Linked DNA regions of Gossypium hirsutum: regions 2 and 3 are each linked to region 1. A link is a contact called in public Hi-C data. All regions are on one chromosome and are shown on one strand. Each heading gives the region's core, a stretch centred on a gene start, on an enhancer-like site or on the middle of the called end of the contact. The rest is flanking DNA. Distances are from core to core; before and after follow the strand shown. Region 1 holds the start of LOC107952887 (piriformospora indica-insensitive protein 2). Region 2 holds the start of LOC107952882 (long-chain-alcohol oxidase FAO2). Region 3 holds the start of LOC107952721 (glutathionyl-hydroquinone reductase YqjG).

The links. Hi-C and Micro-C count contacts between places; a contact is called where the count stands out from the background.
Region 2: a Hi-C map of leaf shows a contact between it and region 1, with 5 times the contacts expected there. The contact joins the promoter of LOC107952882 here to the promoter of LOC107952887 in region 1. A contact is called at or near these places in 11 of 34 Hi-C or Micro-C datasets (callus, hypocotyl, leaf and 1 more).
Region 3: a contact with region 1 is called in a Hi-C map of leaf, with 3 times the contacts expected there. The contact joins the promoter of LOC107952721 here to the promoter of LOC107952887 in region 1. A contact is called at or near these places in 6 of 34 Hi-C or Micro-C datasets (leaf and petal).

Annotation. Positions count from the first base shown.
Region 1 is chrA07:40,621,936-40,626,143 of Gossypium_hirsutum_v2.1, forward strand. LOC107952887 (piriformospora indica-insensitive protein 2) reads right to left here and starts at 2,840. Exons shown (of 1, transcript XM_016888086.2): 1 at 276-2,840. The coding sequence starts at 2,006. The coding sequence ends at 480.
Region 2 is chrA07:40,942,426-40,946,624 of Gossypium_hirsutum_v2.1, forward strand. LOC107952882 (long-chain-alcohol oxidase FAO2) reads left to right here and starts at 1,707. Exons shown (of 3, transcript XM_016888082.2): 1 at 1,707-2,157; 2 at 2,267-2,545; 3 at 3,570-4,199. The coding sequence starts at 1,936.
Region 3 is chrA07:41,107,375-41,112,009 of Gossypium_hirsutum_v2.1, forward strand. It overlaps LOC107952721 (glutathionyl-hydroquinone reductase YqjG), which reads left to right and starts at 2,172. Exons shown (of 4, transcript XM_016887883.2): 1 at 2,172-3,012; 2 at 3,126-3,375; 3 at 3,800-3,984. The coding sequence starts at 2,231. It overlaps LOC121203930 (small nucleolar RNA snoR137), which reads right to left and starts at 1,509; the gene lies at 1,367-1,509. It also overlaps the pseudogene LOC107952723.

The sequences.
Region 1 (4,208 bases), core at 1,590-4,089:
ATTTATCTAAAGAAGGTAAAATGTAATAAAACTACTAGTGTAACCACTGAAATGCAGCTCTGGCTGATCCATGATTAATGCTCTAGAACTGCAGCTTTTGTTTGTCGCGAGAGTTGTATCATGACATGAATCGAATGGCTTCAGCCAGAATCTAGTTAGCTTAACTCGCTAAATCCTAGGCCAAAACATTGTACAAAATACATATGATTCACTGTGTCAATCAGTCCCACAGCTTTGAAAGCAAAATGTATTTGTTAGTGAAATGGATAACTAGCTACAAAATCAATAATTTATCATTGATTCATTCCCCAAAACAGAACAGGAAATAAAAAGGTAATTCCATAATTTTACCTACTGAAATACAGTGCTACTACTAAATTAAACTTGCCAAATATTTCTATTAGTTTTAGCCAGTATTAACTTGTTGTTTCTGTAAGAACTATTAGTATCTTTTTTCCATGCGCTTTGATGATAATCAATCAAGCCAAAAGTATCCAGAGACCCCAAAACAGCAATAAAACAAGGAAAGAAGATGAAGATGATAACAGCCCAGAATGAGAAACCCCAATGAAGAGGACTGGATTGGGAATCTCCGGCTTGCTGCATTTCTTCAGTTCGCCAACGCTTTCACGATGGCTCAATTTCTCATCAACGCACAGTTCTGGATTGCCTTTTAACCTTAACTTTTCACCAAATTTAGCAGTGAAGTTAGCAGAAAAGGGAAGTCTCCCACTTAGATTGTTGTTTTCCAAATTGATTTCATTCACAAACTCCAGAAACCCAAACTCCTCAGGTACTTTCCCGTTAAGCTTGTTGTTATCAAGGCCTAGATAGCATAAGTTCCTCAAATGCAACCCCATGGAAGCTGGGATTTCACCAACCAATCCCATGTTTGAAAATCCTATCCCCAAAATACCCCCTAGATTGCCCCAAATTTCAGGAATCTCCCCTCCTAGTAAATTCCCACTCAAATGCACCTCCTTCAATCTGGTCATTGCAGCAAGAAACAAAGGAACCCCGAAGTTTCCAAAACGGTTAAAACTCAAATCCAAGAAATCCAGAGCTTGTAAGTTGCTCAAGCTCTCTGGGATTTTACCAGAAAACCCATTTGAACTCAAGTCCAGCTTCAAAAGGTGAGTAAGATTACCTACAGAAGAAGGCACATTTCCATGGAATCCATTGCCGCTCAAGTCGAGAATTTTCAGCTTCTTTAGCTTAGACAGATTAACAGAAACCTTTCCACTAAGCTTGTTTCTCGACAGTGTTATCTCTTCAATGTTAGCCAAATCACCGATTGCATTTGGGATAGCTCCATGAATTCCATTTCCGGACAAAACCAACCTCCTCAAACTTGTGAAATTTCCGGTGATGCTACTGAGAGGACCAACAAAAGCTCGGTTGTTTATAAACACAAGCTCTTCAAGAGAGGAGCCGAAAGTTGTGGGGATATCGGGGACAAAAGCTTGGGTTTGGGTGAAGCATTGGTAGAAGAAAAGTTTGCGTAGATGTTTGAAGGAAGTGAAGAGGAGAGGGCTGAAAGTGGAGTTTGGAGAGCAAGATGGGTTTGGTGTAAAATCGGAAACGTACCCGAAACTCAGTTCCGTGACATGGACCGTAACGTTCTTCGTTGTTGGGTCGGTGAAATAATCACAAACAACACCGTGAGGAGGGTAAGAGCAGAGGTCGTCAGGGAAGAGAGTCCGCCAATTGGTGGCTGAGTTGATGGAGGAGAGAACTTGGTAAACTGAGTCCTGCTCAGCCGAGTTGAGGAGGAGAGGTTGTTCCTGCTGCAATGAAATAGTAACTAGAGTGGATGTAAGCGTGAAGAAAAGAGCCAGCTTGAAAATAGAAACAACAGTCATGGTTTTCTCACTGGGAGTGGAAGATAAAAAAGAGATAGAAAACCAAGCAGTGTTGTTTGGGGGGGGGGGGATGTTAGGTTGGTTGGGATGGAAGCGAAAAGAAGGGGATTTTGTTTTTTGGTTTATTGGCACTTGCCATTGCATATATTGTGGAGGACTTGGCCCCCTTGGTCTTGGACTGTAGTGTGTAGACTGTAGACTGGCTCTGCCAACACCCAAAACAACCTAGCTCTGACCCTCTGAATCTCTGACCAACCTAACTTCAAAATTTCTTCTTTTTACCTTTTGTAAAATTTTAACCCCAATTATGCTCAAGTAAACAAAAAGATAAATCCTTAATGGTAGTAAATGCAACTTTTCAAGTGTTGGATCGAAATGCAAAACAAGAGCATCTTTTTCTTTGGGTATATGAGTTCCATTCCAGCCCTGCAGTGGCGTTAATGAAAGCGTCGATCGGTTGGAGAGCTTTGGTTTTAACTCCGGTAATGGTGAAAAAGGATAGCCGACAGAAAAACCTGCGGAGCAAAGGTAGCCGGGGGAAGCCAATAGTGAAGCGCCGCAGCCGCCGACTTACTGTCTCAAAACATGTTTCGTGAAAGCGACATTTAACTGAAAGGGAACGAGGCATGCATGGTGCTACGTGTCCATATTACAGTGGCTTAAGACAAGGACTCGTGTCTTTTGTACGGAAGGGGATCCTTTCCGGAAATGGCCGTGCATGCGAAGTCCCCAATTTCCAGGTAAGTCAACAGTAATTTTTTATTTTAAGTTCTTACCTGCTGTTTTTAATAACAAAATTACGACCAAATATTCACCAAAGGTGTTTTGAGGCCGTAAGTGAAAATGGGCTTCTTCTCTCAAATATTTGAATAAAGTTGGGAGTAAACATGGTTGAAATAGATTTATTTAAAGGTAAAATAAATGAATATAAAATGTAGAAATGCCTTTGAACAGAAGTGCTTTTCAATTTTATGCCTTTCAGATTCTTTGTTGATTCAATTTTATCTACCACTTTAAGTCGAATTCCAATCCCATCTGAGAGCATTTAGAGAAGAAAAAATCTGATAAAATTGAATTGAGCAGGAAGACGAGAATTATTTGAAGTAGCATTTCAGTGTTTGTCACGAATATTCATAGTTGTTGCTACCTTTTATTTTTTATTTCCCTTGTTGTTTTGTTTTTACTCTTCTTTTTGCTTTGTATTGAGGTGTAAATTTTACATTTTTATTTCTTCTTTAGGAAATTGTTCTTTAGATTTAGATGTTTTATGGTTTGTATTTTTACTCAAATTTTGGTTAGTTTTAATTTAATCTTTTTATTATGGCGGAAAAGAAAATAAAAATATATTATATTTTCACTAAAAATTAAAATTCAATCCCATTTCTTTAATAATTTCTTTTGGGTACAGAAAAGAGGCTTAAGCCTTACTATATATATATATTTATAACTAAATAAAAACTCAAAAGAATACAATTGCGATTATGTATTATTTCCAGCAAATAAATAAGAATTCTGCTTCAAGAAAGTAAAAAGTAAAAAAAAAAAGTTTATCAGTTGTTTTTTTCATCACTCAAATAAGTCAATATTAGTACCAAAGGTGCATAAATGTAACTCGTTTAAAAAACTATTCAGAGTTCATAGAGCTCTTTGTAAAGCTTGTTGAAAAACCCGTTGTAGGACTTGATTAATTGCTCTTTGTTGTTCAAAATAATTAGTTTTATTTTTTTAATTTCTAATTGTTCCAAAATCTTTTAAGTTGAATTAATCAAATTCAAATTTTCCCATTCTATCTCAGAATATACATTCACTCGAAACTGATCCGCCTCCATTTCTACTTTTCGTAAGCAGGTCAAGCCTTTTTCAACCGTTCAATAGCCTCTTGCATAGTTCTTCTAAATTTCGAATAGTATTCAAGATCCTCTCATTTTTATTATCCAATAAATCACTTAATAAAAGTAGATTGTCTTTCCATTCATTTTTTATTTAAAAAAATTCTATGATTCCTTCCCAAACTAAACATGAATCTTTCGATTCATTTGACTCTCACACTCAATTATTTCTTATTTATTAAAATTAATCCCCATATTTTTCCTAATGTAATGAACTTCTTTTCTAAAAATAATTTAAATTTGAATAACGTTGTGGAAAAAAAATCATCCTACTGCCTTGTACAACCCCAGATCATCATTTGCAGCTGAAGTAGCCATGTAGCCCGGTGTGGGATTAGCTTCCCTATAAACATGATTAAACTTGATTTCCCATTGTCTCCCTTCATATTTACAACGAGAGCTAAGCTACTAGCATCATCTCTTTGTCGTTAATCATCCTTACTACTAGGCTATTATC
Region 2 (4,199 bases), core at 457-2,956, 320 kb after region 1:
TACACAATCTTTTAAACTCATCAAAAACATCTTATTTATCTTTAAAAAAAATTGAACCTAGACGTACCTTAAAAAGTCGTCCACACAAACAAACACATATTTCTTCCCTCCTAAGCTTTCTATCTACATAGAGCCAAACAAATAAATGTTCAAGAGCTCAATTGGAACTTTGGTATGGATATGAACCATATTTTGATGCTTCTCTTAATGTTTTTTACCTTTCATACAATTATTACACACCTTAAGAACAGTTCTTGAAAGCTTTGGGATTCCCTAAATTGTTTTATATCTAACTATTCAAAATGGTCATGGACAAGCTTCTCATGCCATAGCTCCAATTTTAAGGTAGTAGCAGTAATGCAATTAATCGATAGCATCACTTTATAACAATTGTCGAAAGTTCAAGCACCCTCCATGATTACTTCATTAGATATAGTGGTAACAATAAACTTATGTTTAGTGAAATTAACAAGTATACCTTGATCACTTAGTTGTCTGATGCTCACCATATTAGCTTTGAGGTAGTTGAGTAGAAACATATTCTTTAATCGAGGCATACCAAAGACATTTAAAGTGCTTTTACTAAGTATCCGACCTTTCGTCCCATCTTCAAAAGTCACCTTTCTAGTAGGAGAATCTTCAAAATCATTCAAATAGGATTGGTTACCTGCCATATGCTGAAAATAGCCATTGTCGAAGTACCATATTCCATCTAAAATTGACTTCATAAAACGATGTGCAACCAACATACTTTTAGTCTCCTTCATCCACACTCATTTTTACTTCCTCACAACTGATATGCCACGGGGAGTGGGCACTTCCTTACACACTGCATTCCTCCATGTTAGATCATGCAACATCTTAAAACAATGAGGTCTTACATGACCAAAAACACCTCAATAATGACAAATCACCTTATGAACAATCTTCTTGAATGTCTTGAATAGCATTGGCTTAGAGCTTTCACCAACTTCCTTTGGACTAGAGGTTTTAACAAAGACGGTAGGACTTGGCATTACATATTTACCCTTATCAACAAAGCCTAAGCTTTCTTTCTTAAATCTCTCCTCCCAATTGCCAAGATCTCATCAAGTTTTCTACCTAAAAACCATGGAGGAGTACAAAAAAAAATATGAGAAAATATAAAAAACTGTGAGGAAGTGCTAAAAAAATGAGAAAATATAAAAAAATAAAAAAATACCAAAAATTATGAGAAAGTACCAAAAAAACATGAAAGAGTACCAAAAATTGGTTGGTCTTAATAAATTTGTTTTTAAATTTATTAAATTTTTATAAATTATTATTAATGTAATTTATTTTACCAAATATTAGTATGAAAAATAAAATTTAAAAGTTAGTAAATTTTCTATAATTTTTTAAAACTAAAAGAGTATATATTGTTCCCAATCTTTATTAGACGAAAGCCTAGCAATAAAAATATTTTGCTATTAACTTAAAAGGTTTTATTAGTAAATGCTTATCATAAGCAAGAAGCGCCGCTAGTTCAGTTATTACCTTTTGATAAATATAGGATTGTTGTCTTGTCGGTGTCATATAATAAAAATAAACTGCACTTGGGTCCCAATCATTAAAGCATAACCAAACTGTTTAACCAGAGTTAGATAATAAATTAATTGCATTTTTAAAATATCACATCATTTGAGCCTCCAACAAAATTATTTATAGAAAAGAAACACCCCCACAAATGAGACGAAAAGGTCAATGAAGGATTAGATAACACCCATACCGCATGTGAGACAACCGACCTCTTTCTTATTTTAGACAATACAAACGACCTCTTTCAATCGGCCTTCTTTCTGATGATGACCCAACAGGGAATCGAGCACGGGTAGATTACTGGCCTATTTTATAAAAACCATTCAAGGTTGCGTAAAGCAGCGAAGCAAAGCAAAAGATTAGCTAAGAAAGAACACCATGGAAATCGGAAACCATGAAACCGGTGATGCTCATCCTTTGCTGAGAGGGGGTAGGAGAAAAACTACATACACCCATGGTTTCTCTTCAGCTCAAATCCGATCACTTGCTGCCACCTGTGAAGCTTTAATCCCTCCTCTCCCACTTGATTCAGCCCACCAGGCTTCTTCCCTTGATGCTTTCTACAAAGCTTCTGGGGCTGAGCCTCCACTTCCTGATGAGGTAATCAAAATCCCAATCTTCATTCCTTCAACTCTTGTTGTAATTAGCTAATTGAACAGTTTTGTACGTGCATATACTTGGTAATGGGGAATTGTTTTAAAATAAACAGGTAGCAGAGATGATGGTGAAGAGGGTGGTTGAACCCAGGGTACTCTCGTTTGTGAAAGTAGTATTGGCAGTTATATCGTTTAGATTGGGCGCATTGTTGCTTTGCGGGTGGGATTGCTGTGACTGGAAATGGCCATTCATTCACAAGTTTTCGGAACTGCCAGTGGAGAGAAGAGAAAAAATACTAATGAAATGGTCAAGCAATGGCCATCATCGCTTACCTCTAAGAGCTGTTTTTGCATTGATCAAAACTTACTGCTTGTTCATCTTTTTCTCCATGGTAAACTCTTTACCTTTTCTATTAATTTTTCCTCATCCATCTTCCTCCTATCTTCTAACTAAAAAACTTACAATTTATCACTAAATTATTTAAAAAAATTCATTCAAATCATTAAACTATTAAAAAGTTTTATATAAATCACTAAATTATTAAGTTTTTTCCTTTTAAAATTTCATTAGTAAACTTCAAGTGATGATTTAACTATTAGTATGGTGAATCAATATACTATCAACGAATAAAAGAATATAAATCTTAAATCCAAATCAATTTAACGGTCAATATCAAAAATAAAAAAAAATTATTTGAACTTTAATTTGCAGATTCGTGTCATCTAATATTGTTTATTAAAAATAACTAAACTGTAGAAGAGAAATGAAAGGGGAGCTTTACATAGGTGTATGTAGTAAAATATATATATAATATCGATTTTAATAGTCTAATGACTTAAATGAAAATTTTTAAATAATTTAGTGATCAAAACATTACTTTTTTAGTTAAGCGACTAAAATGAAAACTTATCTATAATTTAGTGACTAATTGAGTAATCTACCCAATTTACCCAATATAATATAATGTAATATTATCCTCTCCTTTACGAACGCATTTAATAATTATTAAATTGTTTTTATTAATCCAGATTGGCTAATATATGCCTTAAAATGGGTTCAAGAATCAAAACTGAAAATACTATTTGCTCAAATAAAGAAAGAAATGAAAAAGACTGATGGAAGTAGTAATTGTCGTAATTCATTCTGTATGTCAAAAAACTAACAGGACATGAAAATTTTATGAATACACCCATGTGTATGAATTTTTTAAAATTTATATAACGCTTGATTATATAAATATATTTGTTGGATAATAGTTCTAGTGTTTCGTGCATGAGAGAGCTGTTATCATAATTAGTGCATTTTGAAGGAATTAAGATACGATTTGATTACATGGAATCGAGAACATAATGATTAATACTTGATGTGTAAGTCAATAACGAACAAGGCTAGCTTTTCAAATTTGTGTGTCTCAGACTGATGAAAACTCAGAGAACCCATCATGGAAAGCAATAGGATACAACGTAGACAAGCGGCAGAAAAGGGTATCTTCTCCTCATGGGCGAAAGGGTATTATAGAAACAATGCACGAAGATGACTCCACCTTCGTTCAATCCCTCACTGAAAAAGGCCTTCAAGTCACGGAAGATCCAGATCACAACGTCTTCAAGATCAAATGTGATGTAGTGATTGTTGGGTCTGGTTGCGGTGGAGGGGTTGCTGCGGCAGTTCTTGCAAGCTCAGGCCATAAAGTGGTTGTTATTGAGAAAGGCAACTATTTTGCAACTACAGATTATACTTCTCTAGAAGGTCCCTCTATGTCAGAGCTTTATGAGTATGGAGGCTTTTTGACAACCACCAACGGGAAATTTATGATCATGGCTGGCTCAACAGTTGGAGGGGGTTCCGCTATTAATTGGTCTGCATCAATCAAAACTCCCAATAACGTGCTCAAAGAGTGGTCCCTGGGTCATAAAATTCCACTCTTTCGTAGCTCTGAATATGAAAATGCGATGGATGCCGTGTACCAGAGGCTCGGTGTTACAGAAAATTGTACGGAAGAAGGGTTACAAAATCAAGTTCTTAGAAAAGGGTGTGAGAATCTT
Region 3 (4,635 bases), core at 922-3,421, 480 kb after region 1:
GTGCCATTTTTTAAAGAAAATAATAATAATAATAACAACGTGAATAATTGTAATCTTTAATATTGATTTAAATGTATCAATTCATTATTTTATATATGGATGATATTAACAATTTATGAAAATTAAATCAAAAAAAAATTCAATTTTTAAAATTGTACAAATAAAAAATTCATAACATTTAACATTAGATCATGTACAATATCAAGATTTATCCTCAGTAACATCCTGATCCAGGATGTTATTAAAGTTATTGTTTCACAGTCGGCAACAATAAGCACATCAATTTGCATGTATTCAAGGTCTGGCTGTTTGGTAGATTCTATTGAATATTTCCCTGGGAATGTGAAGAAGCTGGTAATGTGTTATAACTGAAGTTCGATGAGCTTCCTATAGGGTATCATGCAGTCACAATGGGTGAGTTCTTTTTACCATGGACTGCAACAAGATCAACGTGGCTAGATATCATTGAGAGGGATCAGTCGCCTTGCTTACGCTTAAAAACATAAATAAAGCATGTACAGAAAATAATTAAAAATGAGTTTTTAGACAACTAGATATAAGAAAATAAGTTTACAGGGTCACTACCGTTTCGCCAAAACCTCTCAGAAACATGTTATAAGTAATAGAAAGATGACATTAAAACTACAATGTCAAACAAAAACCGTGAAAATCTTTCAAACAATAGCATTGGCAGCACTTGCAATTCTAGGCCACAGATCAGCACATTCCTTTCCAATGGGGCCAGTGATAGCAGATCCTGAAAACACCAAATCAATGTGCACCAGTAAGTTCCAAATACCAATCCAACAAAGTAACACTTTCTGCCACTTAGCTACAGATGAATAGCGTAACAAGCCAACAAAAGACAACTGATTTTTCTTAAGTATTGCACTAACCTATGTTTCTTCCCACTATCAATATTGGACACACGCCTTTATACATCACTCTCAACCACACCCAGATGTAACATAATTTTTACTAAGGGCAGAAATTAGAATAGGCACAAAGGCGTGTTCGTTTCAGAATTATGGTATTACCAATAGCAAAATTTCAGGAATCTTCACTTGATCTCAATTCTAACAAGGCAAGAGCAATAGAACCATAGCAAACAGGAAAAGGAACATTTAAAAAGCGATAAGAACAAGATAAACATCTGAAGTTTAGAGCCCCACAAGTACTCGTTGAAAACTTGTAATTTATAACTAGATATAATGAACACGATGAAGTGAGTTGGTTTACCTTTCATTTCGCCTTTGGGGTTGACAATGACACCAGCATTATCTGTAAACAGATAATAAACCCAAATTACATTTTGAAAGGTAAGGCAAATAAATAATAGTAATATGTAATAAGTAATAACTATATCAAATATACCAGCAGACAGGTAACACAATGCAATAGATAAACAACATCATGCTGTTTAGAACTGGCAAATTCCCATAATTCTATGCTTCTCATTAAGAGTAACCAACGATTGAAACCAGCTACCCCATTATCAAACGAAGCAACAAAGATGAAGAAAAAAAAGGAAGAGACAAGAGGAAATGTTTGGACCTTCGAAGTACATGTAGACGCCATCCTTTCTACGCCAAGGCTTCCGCTGTCGGACGATGACAGCTGGCAACACCTTCTTCCTCAAATCTGGCTTTCCTTTCTTGACGGTAGCCATGACCATGTCGCCGACACAAGCCGATGGAAGCCTGTTGAGACGACCTTTGATTCCTTTCACAGAAATGATGTAGAGGTTCTTCGCTCCCGTGTTGTCTGCGCAGTTCACCGTCGCTGCCACCGGCAAACCCAGTGACATCCTGAACTTGTCCCCGCACTACCTCCCCTTCCTGTTGCAAATGAAAAGAAAAATAAACGTCGAGACCAGCGAGGGTGTTGGTTGGAGAATCGGAAAGTGAGAGAAAATGAAGGAAAAATGTTTACCTCGCTTCGACATTCTTGAACGGCTCTGATCCGCTCCGCCGTTTGCAAATATCTGTTTTCTTGAGAAAGGGCTGCTGCTTCATTATATACGCTGGCCTAGGGCTTTACTTGAGATTTTTGGACTATTTGGCTACACTGATTCAGGTTTTCACTTTCTTAAACCAAAACGCAGCGTTTTATTTAAAGGAGATCGAGCCGAGAATGATATCCTCTCCTCCGTTCTTCCTCTAAAAAGATAATTATAAATAAAAATAAAAATAATGAAAACAGTTGCAGAACTTAATAAAGAAACAAAGCAATGCATTGCATTTCGCTGCCCAGCTCTCACCTGCTGTTGCACTCTCCACCCAAAACTACCTTAAAATTGGCATCCCACGTCAGCCCTAGAATGTTCTTGAACGACAGCGCTACTAATAACAACAGCGGTAGCACAAATGGTTTCAGTCTAATAAAAAACGTCTCCCAGCTGCTCTGGGGCGCATCCCTCCCTCCTGGAATTCTAATCTCAACCGTCCGTACAGCATGGACTTCCACGTGGCAGATCATGATGTCCCAACTGGCTCCCTCCGATCCCTCCGGCGCTTACACCAGGCCTCCCTCAAAATTCCGCCTCAACCCAACCGCCGCAACCACCAAACTTCACCTCTACGTGGGCCTCCCCTGTCCATGGGCCCACCGGACCCTAATCGTCCGTGCCCTCAAGGGCCTCGAAGAAGCCGTCCCCGTCTCCGTCGCAGGCCACGGTCTCGACGGCTCTTGGGAATTCAAAGATGTCCCCGACAAGGACAATGATATCCTGGTTCCTACCATGGATAGGGTAAATAGGTGCCGGAATTTGAAGGAAGTTTATAGGCTAAGAAAAGGCGGGTATGATGGGCGGGCCACGGTGCCAATGCTGTGGGATGTAGAGAAGAAAGAAGTAGTTTGCAATGAGAGCTATGATATTATTGAGTTCTTCAATTCGGGTCTAAACGAGTTGGCCCAGCACCCTGGTTTGGATCTCTCCCCTTTGGAGCTGAAAGAGGAGATTGAAGAGTGGAATCGGGTGATTTACCCCAATGTTAACAATGGAGTTTACAGGTAAAAAGAAATTTTGAAAACTTTGCTTGATAAAATTACTTTTAACGTTTAAAACTTCTATGGTTGCATAAATTACCCTAGTTTGTTTGAGTATGATTTGGATGATGTTGTAGATGTGGATTTGCTCAAAGCCAAGAGGCATATGATGTTGCGGTGAGTGGTTTGTTTAGTACATTGGCTAGGATCGATGATCACTTGGGTAGTTCACGCTACTTGTGTGGAGACAGATTGACTCTTGCGGATATTTGCTTGTTTACTACATTGATTAGGTTTGATCTTGTCTATAATGTTTTGTTCAAATGTACGAAGAAAAAGCTGCTCGAGTATACCAACCTTCACGCTTACATGCGCGATGTTTATCAGGTACCGCATGGTTAAATGTTATGAAATTGTTCAGATCATAGCTGTAAACAATCATATACATATATGTCTAAATTTTCGAACCCACTGCACTTTAACCACTCCAACTAAGCTCAAGCCGCAAGTTAATGTGAAAGAATAAGGTGATTTTAGGTTGCTTGGCAGTTCAAAAAAATCCTCAGTTATGAAATGTAGATCATTTTCATTTCTACTTCTGCTTTAGCTTAACTTGGCCTAGAAGACCTTGTTGTTTCTCCATATTTGGGCAGTGAATTTAGTTGGTAATGCTTGTGTAGAGCATCTTGTATCACTCACTATAAGTCTGTTTAGGGGCGAAGAATAGCATCGATTAGGATTCTGTTTTTGTTAAGGTTTTCTGATTTAAAATCTGCAGTACGTAGAACTGTAATGTTGTGCTTCTTATCAGATTCCGAAGGTAGCCGCCACTTGCAACTTTCTGGAAATTATGGATGGGTATTACCGGATGCTTTTTCCGTTAAACCCCGGCAGCATTCGACCAGTTATGCCCTCAGTGTGTGAGCATGAATTCCTCTGTAGACCCTCCGAGAGGGAAGCAATGTCTTCTGTAGGTAAAAGAGTGCAACATGTTTTGTAAGTACCTCCTTAAGTCTAAACTCTTGTACATCTGTTTAATTTTGGTATATAATGTTAAATTGTTAAAATATATTATTTTATGAAATTATGTTAAATTCTGTCACTGTTCATTTCTTTCTTTTGCATTTTGAAAAGCAGAAAAAAAGGTATAAAAAATGAACTCCTTTTACATGCAAAACTTATTCCTCTTCACATTCCAACTATATATATTTTCATTTACCACCATAAACAATAAGAATACAAACACATGATACATAATACAAATGATGAATAAGACACTAAGAATTGATGCTCAGATGTTATGGCCGCAGAATAATCTTAAAAAAGGTGAAAGATAAAATGGCAATAACCACAACACTGGAAGATTTTAAAAATAAATTAAAGATGCATCACTTTGATCAAACTGTTAAAAAATTATATTGTAGCATTGTTATCATCAAATCAACCTGACGATGATCTCTAATAAACTAAGAAACCACTTCCAAGAGACCTGCCACATTAATGATACAGAAAAAGTTAAGTTATAGGCTATCTCTAATAAACTGTTCATCATCTCGAATTCCAATCTTACATACACTATCACTGTGTTCTATTATAATAAGGCTCTCTAAGAATGATAAACTGTTATAGAATGAGACACTTTTGTAG